2 separate regions of the Anas platyrhynchos genome follow, and region 2 is linked to region 1. The links are chromatin contacts, called in public Hi-C maps. All regions are on one chromosome and are shown on one strand. Each heading gives the region's core, a stretch centred on a gene start, on an enhancer-like site or on the middle of the called end of the contact. The rest is flanking DNA. Distances are from core to core; before and after follow the strand shown.

The links. A called contact is a pair of places that touch in the nucleus more often than the background predicts.
Region 2: a contact with region 1 is called in a Hi-C map of liver, with 1.7 times the contacts expected there. The contact joins the promoter of MBNL3 here to the enhancer-like site in region 1. A contact is called at or near these places in 2 of 8 Hi-C or Micro-C datasets (liver and subcutaneous adipose tissue).

The regions. Positions count from the first base shown.
Region 1 is chr10:16,200,153-16,206,779 of IASCAAS_PekinDuck_T2T, forward strand. All of the region lies in intron 1 of MBNL3 (muscleblind like splicing regulator 3), which reads right to left. Among named protein-coding and RNA genes, the nearest start is that of MBNL3, 45 kb to the right of the region's middle. Within about 2 kb of position 3,064, at least 1 of the 8 cell types and tissues checked has an H3K27ac peak or open chromatin away from gene starts, as enhancers often do.
Region 2 is chr10:16,246,107-16,252,733 of IASCAAS_PekinDuck_T2T, forward strand. It overlaps MBNL3 (muscleblind like splicing regulator 3), which reads right to left and starts at 2,476. Exons shown (of 9, transcript XM_038184674.2): 1 at 2,337-2,476. It overlaps LOC119717963 (a long non-coding RNA gene), which reads left to right and starts at 1,338. Exons shown (of 2, transcript XR_005268429.2): 1 at 1,338-1,759; 2 at 3,120-3,505.

The DNA of each region.
Region 1 (6,627 bases), core at 1,814-4,313:
TTGGAGTTTGTTTTTAGTAGCTGCCAGATTCAGGTATTTGGGTTCAACAGCATAAAAGCTGAGGGAGGTGGAAGGAACTAAAGCACGTCCATGTGCACACACTTGTTTATTCAGGCTTCAGTCGCAAAAAGCAAACTGATTAAATTACTGTGTTTTTTTTTCTGTCCTTTCCATATTACCACTCTAATTTCCAAACTCCTGCCCTCAACTTCCACTCTGAGCTGCTTATCCTCGTCCCAGTCACCCATACAATACAGCCTGCCTGCCATTCAGCCTTTTGCAGACACAAAGGAATGCAAAGATTCGCTTTCTAATAGAAAACAGCCTTTAAAAGCTATCTTGACAATATGACTTCCTTACATAAGCTGGCAGACACCCGACCTCATGTATTCTGCTGCTGCCACCGACAAGAGAGACCTTCAGACACAGCACAATCCTCTCTTAAAAGGACAGCAAGAAAAAGACCTTTCACTGCCCTGATCACGTAGAGCCAGGATGAGAGTCAGCTGTGATGCAAACATTAATTTGTGTTTAAGCAAGACGGGCCCATAGCGTATGGGGTGAGGAAAGATTTTTCTGCAAGGCAGCGTGACCTTTCCTGAGGACATCTGCAGCCTTGCTGGCCACGTGAGAGGAGTAGCTGCTGCAAAGAAGCTCCAGTGTCATTAGCGAGTCTGGAATGCAGCACAACCGGTGCCTACGTCAGTGAACACCCGGCTGGAAAAAACGCTCTCACTCGTTTAAACTGATAGATGGACTTATGATAGAGCCTGGGCAGAAATCCCATGCAAACTTTTCTGTAAGTACCTCTGATACAAAGGAGGAGTATTTAAAGAATAGCGCTAAAACTTTTTATCTTGCTGGGCTACTCCTGACAGGGTTACGCTCAGAGGATGCTTTAAGTCGATTTGTGCCAACTCTAAGAAAACAAGACACCAAAAATCATTTACATTGGTGTTTTTATCCTAGCTAATGTAAGCTCTGTTCTGCGTAAATGCTTCTAAAGATTTTACATTACCTTGGGCTCTCCAAAAAACCCACACAGAAAAACACAAAAACAACAGCAATCAAAATCCTTTTAATCCACTCTGCGCTACATCACACAAGGCCACAACAGGGGATTTTTGTCTGTAGGAATACAAACACTCATCGATGAGACAGCTCTGGGTCCTGCTCTGAATACTACCCAAACACAGAACAAGACGGTCTTTGCCTGAAGAGTTTTCACAGTCTCAATACACAAGACTTGGTGGAAAAAACAACACTATTGCTGGGAGCAGCCTCAGTCACTCCGCAGATCTGCCACATGAAGAGCCCCCTTCTCTGCCATGTCTCTCTGCACTGTAGGAAGCTACAATGTAGAACTGCTTGCTACCATTCTTTATGAATCATCTCCAAATTACTGATCCTCCATAACCATGAGGCCGTGTGACAGCAAGGGGGGGAAAGCATCCAGTTATGATTCTGCTGAGACTCGCAGGAGGACTGACTCCATTGCATTTCACATCCAGGCAATTGAATTCAGCCTGCAAGTTGTGCGCACAGGCTCTGCAGGAGACCACTTCTGCGCTCCCTCCTCAAAGACTTGCTAACTCAGGCAGACAATTCACTTGGAAGCGAGCCTCCAGATGAGCCTCTCCTTGCTGCAGCTGCAGAGCTGCGGCCACGTGGCCCTGGGTGCTGAGCTCCTACCTCCCAGCAATAGACACGGTGCTCTCCCCACCTCCGCATCGCCAGCTGAAAGCAACCCCATCCATTTGCCTCTCAGCCCCCGAGGCACTTTTTTTCCTAAAGGCTCCAAACCGTGGCTCACAAACCAAACGTTTGAGTGGGCTCCGGTGACAGAAGTGTGACACAGAGCTGGTGGGGAGGCAGTGCTGGATAATCCGCCCCCTGCTACAGCATGGTGGGCAGCCAGCCCCTGCCACTCAGGCTGGCGTGCCTGTGCCCAGCCTTCCCACCCCATGTGCCAGCCCCAGGAGCTCCCGGGAGCTATTCCCCCCTGCCATCCACCTCTCCCGGCCCCATGAATGTTTCAGACATCTCTGGCCTACTTTCATCAAGCTGACAGCTCCCCAGCTCTGAGCACCTCTGAGTCACTCAGCCTGCTCGCCTTGTTCCAGCTCCTACACCTCAGAATGCAACGGGGGCTTTACAGGCAACACGATTGACACAGCAGGGAGCCAAAGTCTGCAGGGAGGTAACTGTGATGATTACTGCTTATCTGCAAGTGTACCAGGTGCACTGAACTAAAAAGTGACCACAGAAGCAACAGGAGGAGGGAGAGGCTGAGGAGACTGCCCAGGTTGCCTCGTTCAGTCCCCACTGACACCACCATCTAATGACAGGGGTGGAGAGGGGCAGCGGAGCTGCAGGAGGGCTCGGGGACAAATAAACCCAGAGGGGAGGAGGATACAGAGCAGAAAGGAGGAGAAGCTAGGCATTGGAATAAGGCTGCAAGTCTTGTGACATTGGAGTGAGATTTGGGAGGACGCCTGCAAAAAGCACCAGATGCATTTTTAACACCTGCCACTCCAGAGTTTGGGAAGAAGCAACACTGCATCAGAAGACAAGCCTGTGCCTCAGAAATCCAGTTTTATGCAACAAGATTCCCTCACAGGGAGTAAAGCACTTTACTTCCTACAGTTGACCTCAAACCTCTGAGAGTCACCTCTGCCATATCTGCGTGACTTTGCAAGCCCTCCTTGAAGGTTCATCTCCATTTCCTGCTTTCACTTCCCTGCTGTCTGGGCTACTCAAGCATTTCTGCATAGGCTGAAATGCCTCCCCCAGCAAGGCTCTTGCTTCCTCCTGCCAAACTCAGAGCCCAGCCAGCACTCTGTACCTGCAGTGCCACAAAAAGGGACCCCCAGGAGCAGAGCCCCAGTACCACACGTGGCACGGTGCTGCACAAACGGAGCATGCACGATCAGGCTGAACTTAATGGTCAGAAAGCAAGCTCAACTCACGCTCTGATCCTGCGGTAACTACCAGCAATGGGAGGACACGCCGGTCAGCAGGATCAGCCGGTGCAGTTGAGATTACACGCTGAGGTTTTGTTTTCAAACTTTGCTCAGTTGTGGCAGGGGCTCTTTAAGGACCTAATCTCCATGTGATTGTTCCCAGCACCAGCCATGCCCCTGCGGATAATAAGGACTTAGGAACCCCCGTCACATAGAGGCTGTGCTCTCAGGCAGGCTAACTGCAACCCTCCTGTGGCTGCACTGCCCTGGCTGAATCCTGACCCCAGCAAAAGCAGACGGGTACTTCACGTGCTGTCCCTGCAGCCCCTCGATGCAGTGGGGCCATGCAGGCAGGGCAGAGCTGTTTTCTCTCCATAAGCACACAGATGTGACCACAGCAGCTACCTGCACATTCAAAGCAGAAGCAAGGAGACAGAGTTAAAGCATCACCATCTGGGCCAAGGGCTTAAACCCTCATCAGAGCCTGGTGTATGTACTGCTGGGCAGGGAGAAGGGCATCACTAACACAACCCAGCTGATCCCCAAACTCCTGTCTGTCATGGTTTACTTTGACACCTAGTTTAGAAGAGACCAGCTAGAAGCAAACACTGTGTTAATGTAGTGTCCATGTGAGCCTGCCTCAAGTTGATCCATTTAAAAGACACTGCTTCGCTGAGGAGCCAGGAGGATGAGAGCAGCCTTTTCCCTCAAACCTTCCTGTCTAGCAGTGATGCACACCAGCCCTCTCCAGCCATCTCAGTGGCAGCTAAGCCTTGCTAACCCCAAATGGGGACTCGACTCTCCAGCTGGGCTCAGAGAAGGTTCAAGAGGCTCAAGTCGCAATATTTCTAAGCCTGAGCTACTTTTCCCTTCTCTCTGCTACGAGATGATCCAATTCCCCCATGCACGGAGGAGCAGCACTCGCTGACATGGAGAGGCTGTGCCTAGAAAAGGAAGACTTGATCCATGCAGACCCACCCAGAGGGAGTGCTGGGGGCAGAGGCATGACAAAACTCAGTGCACACCACTAACCAGTTAGCAGGGAACCAGGCAATGCCTCTGATGTCATACTAATTCTCTAGGACCAGCTAACCTGATCCTGGGACTGTTACTGTAAGCAGAATTTGTCTCCACTTTTTAAGGGTGCTTTCTTTGCGAGCTCACCTCAGCCAAGGGTCACAGCAAGCAGTGTCCCCACAGCAGTTGTGCAGGGCTGGGCAGCGAGTGTTTCTGTCTCCTCTGCAGCCACATTAAGGCATGCAGAAGTGGCCTGTTTCATGTGTTCACATTCTACTCTCGCAAGAGAAAAACTTGTCCCCTAGAGCGCAGGCTGCCACCTTGCAAACAAGGTCAGACACCGACCTCCTCCCCCACTGTCAATGACCTTATTAGCACTGATCATGGTTCTAATAATATCCCACGTTGTAAGCGGGCCATCTGCTATAACATTTCGCCACAAACTTTGGGAATTGCAAGTGCTCTCGGTTTGAGTACACTCATTTCTCAGCAGGCCCATTTTCTCCTTCAGGAGTATGTACCTTCCCCACAGTTTTAAACTATGTGCTATGGAAAGGCACTTCTGGATCCCAGCTTTCCAGCTTGGAGCTCAAGCATAACACAGGAAACAGCACAGAGCCACACCAAGGTGCCGGCTTCAGACAGAAGTGAAAATACACCTAGAGGTTAAAATCCAGCAGTCCAGAATCACAGCCTCCAACTCTTCTGATGGCGGGGACAGAGTAACCAAGGCACTGAAAGCCAACACCAAGGCCAGACACTGAGCAGATGTTCAGAGAGTCAGATGTCAGAAGTGCCAAGGCTCCTGCGAGCACAGATCACCACTCCTTTTGTGCCATGTACTTTATATCGCATGGGCAGTAGAAATATTTTACCACCTTAACACGTTAGCTAGAGTTAAGCAGAATGTTTCCCCTTCTGTTCCAGGAGAGAGGGCTTTCAGTAACAGGCAGTCTTGTTTGCAGAACTAACCACATTTGATAGCTATTCATTTAGACAGAGTCAGGTTTTGAAATGCTTACTCAGTCAGGACATCTAAGACACCCAGGGTCTCGTTACTACAGTAGCTCAACTCCACTCAGTCTAAGGCATTTTCTTTGTACTGCTTCTGAGAGGTCAAGAAGTGCAATTAGGCACGGAGACTGGCATTGCAACACTTTTAAGGCAGGCTGCATCATAGCAAGGCTTCGAAGGCTGTTTTTCCAAATCCTTGGTTTTTCCTTTAATCAAAAGGCCATCGTTTGACACAGTAGGAGAGACTAAATGGGACAAGTGGTCACTGCATGGTTCTCTGCAGTTTTAAGAATAGCAATAAAACAACATTAATAAGCCATAAATAAAACTGTGCTTGTATGGGGGCAACATTCACCCAAGTGCCTCAAATTCATTTATTTAATACCAGCTTAACAATATTTATAGGGGCAGGTTTTCAAAGAGCTCAGCTCCTCACTTGGAAATCTAACCACTTATTTAAATGTTCTGTGGGAGATGTCAGACTATGGGCTCTCCAGAAAACCTGGCATATCTTGTTTGTATTTGTTTGAAAGCTTCCAAACAGCTCAATTACATAAATACACATTACTGCACCGTCTTTCAGATGAGTGAACCAAGCAGCAGAATGCAATTGTCAGCAAAGGGACTACATCAAACTGATTCTACACTACTGAAGAAATCCACCAACTCCATGTGCTCGTTCAGTGTCATTCTCCTTGAAGGAATCTTCTACCCTCTTCCCTGCAGCCAGCTTCATCAGGCTAATGCAATCAAGAGAAATAGCTGGGTAGATTTGCTGACGAAGCAGCAAGGCGGGACACCATGCCCAAGCATGGCTCCACATTTACAAGGATCCCATTTGCCCCAACCCCCACTAGGGTAGGGACTTGCAGGTTTGGGACATCTATGTGAATCCCAGCATCAGTTACTGTTACAGATCAGGTCTAGACGAAGGAAGGCTTGAACTTCCTTCCCCATGTGGATCCGGCGATGCTGCAGGTTACATTACAGTGGACACCGAGGTGCCAGAGCTCACTGTAGGCACAACCAACCCCTCTGCACTCCCTCGGCCAGCTCCTGGCTCTGACTCACAGACACACAAGGGTAAATGTAAAAGCTGCTAGAACTTGCCAGCTAGGTTTTAGAGCCCCATCTCACTCCTTTCAGTGCAGAGACAACCCCTGGGGCTTGCCAAGCACGGCATTGCATTTGCACTGGGTCACAGGCACCGAGCTTGTGCTTGCACATCCGAGCAGAGCTGGCAGGACTGTGAGCATGTGTGAAGAAAGCTCTTCTGAACTGGAAAACCAAAGGTAAGAGAGGAAACTACAGGCAGTTCTTCCCCTTGGATAAGGGCTGATAAGGGCTTTCCCTCTCTCAAAACCTGATTCAACAGCTCACTTCAGCACAAGGAGTCCTTTGCTTTCCACAGTAATTCTAAACTGCTTAAAGTCCGACTTAAGTATTTCACATAACTGGAACGTCAGTCTGGAGGGCTTTGCCCTTAAAAAAGGGAAGTAAGACTCAGGAGCAGGAGATGGCATGCCATGGCCCATGCAACACTGCAATATGCCCATAAAAGGTTTCAAAATGTATGTGCTTAAGCGGACGCCGTAACTCAGAAGGGTTTAGAGTCACATCCCAAAAGAATTTC
Region 2 (6,627 bases), core at 1,226-3,725, 45 kb after region 1:
GACCAGACCTCTTGGTAACACAAATCTTTTCGGGGTATAGAGTGGTGGGGGCAGGGAAGTTTTAAGACCAAATTACACAGCCCTTTAAATCCCCCTCAGTTGTGCGAACCGCACAAAGCTGAACCCATGAGCCCTTTCCTTCGGGAGTTTATTTCTTCTCCCTAGGGCTGAGATGTGAAATTCAGGCCCTCGTTTGTAAGTAAAGCTCCAAGGAGCAGGACTGTGCCACATAAGGTATTTCTCCAACCTGGAGAGCAGCACCGCTGCAGCCTCTACGCGCTACCTTAAAAGCAAAATACCCGCAAGGAGGACCCATAGGGGGAAAACATCTCTGCAACCCCACCGAAGCTGCTTATGGAAACTTTAACTGCATTACTTCTGCTACTGCATAATCCCAGCAGAACTTGCTTAATTCAGACTGCTCCAACTCAGACACTCGATAGTTTCAACATGGTATATAGACTATTACCTCGCTCTAATTACAGGATCACATTACATGTCCAACAACCACTGCAATTTAGTCTTGCTTGATACACCCCAGCTCAAAATTGCTCATCCCACCTCTCACTTCCATACTTTCTGGCATCCTTTGAATAAAGGCAGAAGCACCAAGCAGCACTTTAGTAATTGACACGCACACGCCCCAAGCCCCCCAAAGTCATTATTTCTTCGCAGTAACGAAGCTGACGACTTTCACCAGCGCAGAATAAACAAGCACCCAGTTTTAGGCAAATAGCACGGACACGGCACCGCTCAAACGCTTATCTATACAAACACATCCCTGGATTACCGCTCATAACCATCGCTGCACAGTACCACCGATTCACACGCTGCTCCCAAAACGCGGTACACACGGAGCCTCGATACACCCGGAGCCTCCGCAGCAGGATCAGGCCCTCGGAGTTTCACTACCTCCAAGGCAGCGCCGCACGTTTCGCCTCTCAGCCCAAACCTGCACCCACTGCTCCTGCTGCCGCGGGAGGGGACGGTTTTGCTCCCTGCAACCGCCCGGCCGAGCCCGAACCGAACGCTCACAGGTCTCTTACTTTCTTCTCGCCTCGCCATCACCTCATGCTCCACGGGGGAATATTTTGCTCCCCGAGCAGACGAGCTGTCCGGCCATCGCTCCACAATGATTCAGCAAGGGGGTGGCTCCCGGTCGGAAGGCACACCTACCACGAACTGTCATACCACGGGGCTGGGTGAAAATGGGAGAAGTTGCTCTCTCTATCATGGCTGCACTTTCCGAAATGCGTAGAGACCTGGCCTGGCAGGGTCGAGGGGGGCAGAGGCGGGGGGGGGGGGGGGGGCTGAAAATCTATGCAGACACATGGAGATAACTCACGGAAATATCTAGAGCCTTTTAACCACGGCACAAGTAAATGACGAAGAAAACAATAATAATAAAAATTAAAAAAAAAAAAGCCAGACACTTTCAGAGCCAGCATCAACTTCGCCAGGCTGTGTTCTTTGTTTCTAGGCAGACTCCAGTGCAGTGGCAAGAATGAACAAATGCGCATGCCTTAATAAGAGTCCAAAAAAAAAAAAAAAAGAAAAAAAAAAAAAAAGAAATTCCCCCTCCAAAGCCCCCGCTCGTTTCTGCAGCAGGAGGGGAGCCCAGCAAATACTTTGTGCTGCTTTTTCGGGACTAAAACTCTGCTTCAGCCTCTCGGGCCGAGGAGGCATTTCGCTACGCTGCGAGCGCGGAAAAACCGCCTGGCACGCTTCGGGCAGCCACGACGACTGCAGAACCCAGTCCGTGAGTTTGTTGGCCGGGCCGTTTTGGTGTTATTTCTGTATTTTTGTTTTTTTTTTTTAATAAAAACACACACCCGAACGGCAGCAAGGCGACCTTTCGTGGGGGGTGAAGGGAGGGGGGGGGCAGCGCCGAGCCGCGGCTCAGACAAAGACCCGGAGCGCCCCAACCCCCCCCCAACCCCCCGAACCGAGCCCGCACCCCCGGCCCCGCCGCTCCCCCCGGCGCCGCCTCCGCGCCCCCCTCCCCGTTCCGCGGGGGGCTCCCGAGCACCGCTGCGGGGCCTTACCTCGAGGTGTGGGGGGGGGGGTGGGGGGGAAGCAGCGGCGGCGCTAAGCGGGCAGGCAGCGGGCAGGCAGCGGGCGGCCGCTCCGTGCCACGCTGGGTGGCGGCGGCGCGGGGCGAGCCACGGGGGCCGGTTTAGCACGGGGGCCGGCTGCGCGCCGCCATTTTAACGCCTCCCTCCCTCCCCGCCCGCCCTCCCCGCGGCGGAGCGGCCACGCGCGGCGTGGAAATGTCACTCAGCGGCGCCCCCTCCCCGCGCTCCCCCTCCCTCCTCCATCACCACCGCCGCGGTTACATTGACGCAGCGGCTCCCGGTCGCCGTTGCCCGCCGCGGCGGAGCTAGCAGGGCGGCAGCAGCAGCAGCTGCAGCAGCAGCAGCCGCCGTCGTCGTCGTCGTCGCGGCCCCTCCGCCGCCGGGCGCACATGGTACGCTCCGGGGCCGCGCCGCGCCGCGCCCCGCCGGCCGTGCGCGCCGCCGCGCCGCCTGGCTGCTGCCATGGCAACCCGACGGCCGCCACGGCACCGCGCGGCACCGCGCACCGGGGCAGCGCAGCCCCTCGGGTCCCCCCCCCCCCCCAACCCACGTCGCCTCCCTCCCCGTCCCGGGAGCCGTCCCCTCTGTCCCCGCAGACCCCAAAGCCGCGGGCTGTGTCACCCCGCTGCGCCCCTTCCCCCTCGCGACGGTGGCTTTGGGGACAGCGGGGGCGCAGCGTGAGGGAGAGGAGGGGGCAAAGCCGTGCTGGAGCCCTGCATGCGCTGCGTGCTGCGGACCTGCGGCTCGTGTCCGGGTGGACGGCTTCAGGATGCTTCAAGGCAGACCCGTCTTTAAGATATCGCTGTCTGATTGCAAGCAGTTTCTGACTCTAGCATCTAATTCCCACGAATACTTACATTTTAATTATGCATTTGGTCGGGGCGAGCTGGAAACAACCAGCAACCAATGGATCACATAAGAAAACTGAGTCAATCACCTATTTTTTCTTTTTTTTTTTCCTTTCTTTTTTATTTTTTTATTTTTTTCTTTCTTTTTTCTTTCTTTTTTTTTCTTTTCTTTTTTTTTTTTTGTTTTTTAAATCAGCATTATACGAGGTTCAACAATACATACAACATTTTGTCCAGCTCAACCAGGAGCTGAAAGAGGCAGACGAGGATCGCTTATCGCGTGCGGAACGGCCCTCCCTGAAAACAGCCCTGCTGGAAATGGCTGTAATAAAAACGCCGGCATTGGCGGTCCGAGCAGCACACCAGGAGCCCTGCTTTCTGCACCCTGTTCTCACGACGACTTCCTCTGCGGCCAGGAGCAGATCACTTCTCTTAGTTACCACCATGCCAACTCATAGTTGAAATCAATTAGTTAATGTTTGCAAAGTCAGTTGAAGATGAAAAAGCATTACATACTGCTAATAAAACCGTAATGATCCCACTGTTAAACATTAAACACACAGTGATGTGTAAAAAAAGAAATCGCATTTATGCCTCTTGCTGCAAGGACAAAGGATTGGGTCCTAAAAAAGGAAGGACGATCTCAGGTTTGCATCACAGGACTGTGCCTCTGGGGTCTGGCTTCTGTTTATGTCTGCTGCTGGTTATCTGGGCAGCTGCGGGCAAATTGATGGAGCCAGCTTTTTCTGAAGCAGCCGGTGAGGTGGCCCACCTGAGAGAAAATGGCAGGGTAATCCATAGCTAGCCCAAAATCACCAGATGCTTTTGGAAAAAGCCCATCCTGAGCATTTTTGTGCTTTAGTTTCCCTGTCTGACAAATGGGGTGAAAATTGCCATGGCCTGCTCAGCCCAGAGCCGGGCCATTCCCAAGTCCAGGATGCAGGGACAACCCCGTGGGCAGCCAGTGCCATCCCCTCCCGGCCCCACTCACACAGCAACTGCTCCGACCTCTGTGCCCAGAGGAGCACGGTAGCACCAGCAGCTACACTTTTATTCACCTCAACTCCATCCAAGCAGTAGTAAAACAAATCCCTGCCAGATTTTTGCCAGCAAGAGACTACAGTGGGGAGCAAGCCCTGGCAGCACGGTCATTAAAAGCAGGGAGGGCTGAGCTGCTCACGGGACACATCACCCAGCAGTGTGAGGAATAAAAGCGGGCACGCAGGACTTTCTAGGAGATTTTTCTTGGCAATGAGTCTTGCCTTAGATGTAAAACCAGTAGCTGTGCTGCTGGTAGGGCTCCAGGTTGCAGTCTGTAGAGCAACGCATGTCTGATGTTCTGACCTACAGGCAAGAAGGAGGTGAGGAAAACCAGGAAAACCAAGCTTGCCTGTACCTTTGGGCCTGCACAGGGCCACATGCACATTGATGAGGCACCGGTGTTTCTGGCTGGGCAGAAGGATGGGTGGGGATTTGCACAACAGAAGCTCCAGGCAGTTTTAGATTTGGCACAGGGATCTCGGAGAGGGGAACTCCTCCCCAGAAAGAGCAGTCCTTTGACAAGGTATCCCTCATTTCCTTAATTGAACTGCCCTTTTGCAAGGAGCATCCCTGAGCTGCACCATCCCATTGCATCTTCCTCCCGAAATCTGATGCTACCCTGCTCTGATGGTGATCGGTTGTTGATTGCAGAAAAGCTGAATCATGAAACAGAGGTTATAAACAAGGTTATTTTTAACAAAGCAAATGAAGCTGGCATGCAGAAGTCAGAGCAAGGGACTGCCAGCTAGGGCTCGCAGGTCCCAGTCCTGCCCCAATACTCCCCATATCCTGAAGCAAATTACAGTCCCTCTAACCTTTAATTTACCTGCTTATAACAGGGACAAAGCAGCAGACTCCAGTTGTGCTTTCTTTGTACAACAAAGCTCCTGGTGTGACAGTGCAGCGGTGCTGGGAGCCATGCAACGCCAGGGGCTGGCTTTCGCTATCGCCCAGCACCTTGCAGAGCAATTTCCAGAAATGCAAAACAATCACACAGTCACATGGTGTTTCAACAATGTTCATAGACGTTTTGAATGCAGAGAGAGACTGCTCAGTCTGATTCCCCCCTCCCATATTTCACAGGCTCTTCTGTTTCATTTCCCACATGGAGCCCAGTGATTTGTGCTTCATTTTCCTCACTGAAAACTCAAAATATACAAGTTTTGTAGCCCAGAGTCTCATGTTACATCCTTCAGGCACCCGAGTGCTGTAGGGTGTTTGTTGTAGATACCAAGCCCAGGGGGAGGGAAGGCTGGTACACCTGCAGCTGACTGCAAGATTTCCTGATGATACCACTTCTTATCGCTCTCTCAAGAACTTACATTCTTCACAGAAAAAACATATTTCATTTTCACTGGGAAAGATGTATCAACTCAGGGAAGTGGGGGAATGTGGCTGGGACTGTGTTCAGCCCTCCACGCACTGCCCAAAGAATGTGAACAGCCCCACGTACAGGTTTTTGGGAACCTTCTGTACTCCAATGCACGCCCTGGTTAACAAGCACTTCGGGTGTCTCTCCACCTTTATGTAGATAACCAGTAAGGTTAAAGAACTCTAGCACTTTTGAAAATATTTTGTAAATAAATAAATAAACATTTTTAAAAATAAATAAACATATATGTATATGTTTATATATATATACTTTATATATCTATGTATACGTAGACACACATAAATTTATGAAAACTTTAGGTTTGAAACTTTTCTGCCACGCCTTATTGCAACCCTGCTGCGCCTCCTTGTTTCTGGAGGGTCTCACCTTTCTCTCTCAAATTTTCTTCCAGCTAAATATTGATTGCCACAAAGAAAAACAAAACCAAGGCAGTGGTGGATTAGATCCTGAGTGAGCTCTGTCCCTGTTGTCCATTCCCTGGTGCAAAACCCTGGCTCACCTTCACCTCCCTGCTGTGCAAGCAGACGTTAAGCCCCCTCCGCATGCCGGGGACACACGCCTGCACCTTGGCACAGGTTGGTGACGCCCATGCCGGGTACCTCCGGTGTGGCTGTGAGAGGTGGAACAGGACCAACCTTGCAAGCCAGTTCCCTCCTGCAGGTGCCTGCAAGGACATGTGGCTGCATGCCAGTGGATGGAATAACCATCGCCCCGCGCGAGTTATGGGGCAGGGATGCTGCAAGGCGGCTTTAATGAGTGCTTGAGACGCCTCTGTGATCTGTAGATGAAAGGTGATTTACAGCTGCAAATTATTGTTCTTCTTCATGTGAAGTCTATTATTTTCTGGTGTCCCTCATTTTGACTCACGCTGGAGCCCGTATTTGGAGCGGAGCAGGCTGAGAGGCAGGCTTCTCTCTGTGGGTGGCTGTGTAGTTGCTTTACGTCCCAGCTTCTTGCATGCCTTAGAAATGTGTGAGCTGCTCCGAGCATCCGTTTGAAGCAGCCTGGCAGTGCCCGTTCTTGGGTGACTTGGTCTGGGATTTGCACAAAACTGCAGCGCTCCAGCAGGTTGCTTTGCTGGTGGTTGTGGAGAGCCTGTACTGGAGACTGGATATGCAACTGGGTTGTGTACCCTGGGGACAAGCAGGGGACCATCTGGGTGCACCTTAAATCCTGCTGCAGGGAGGAGAGAAAGGAATATAATGGGGCTCCGTGCTTCTGGCTGCCCCAGGGAAGGGGAGGGGAGTAGAGAGGACCAGACAGCACCCAC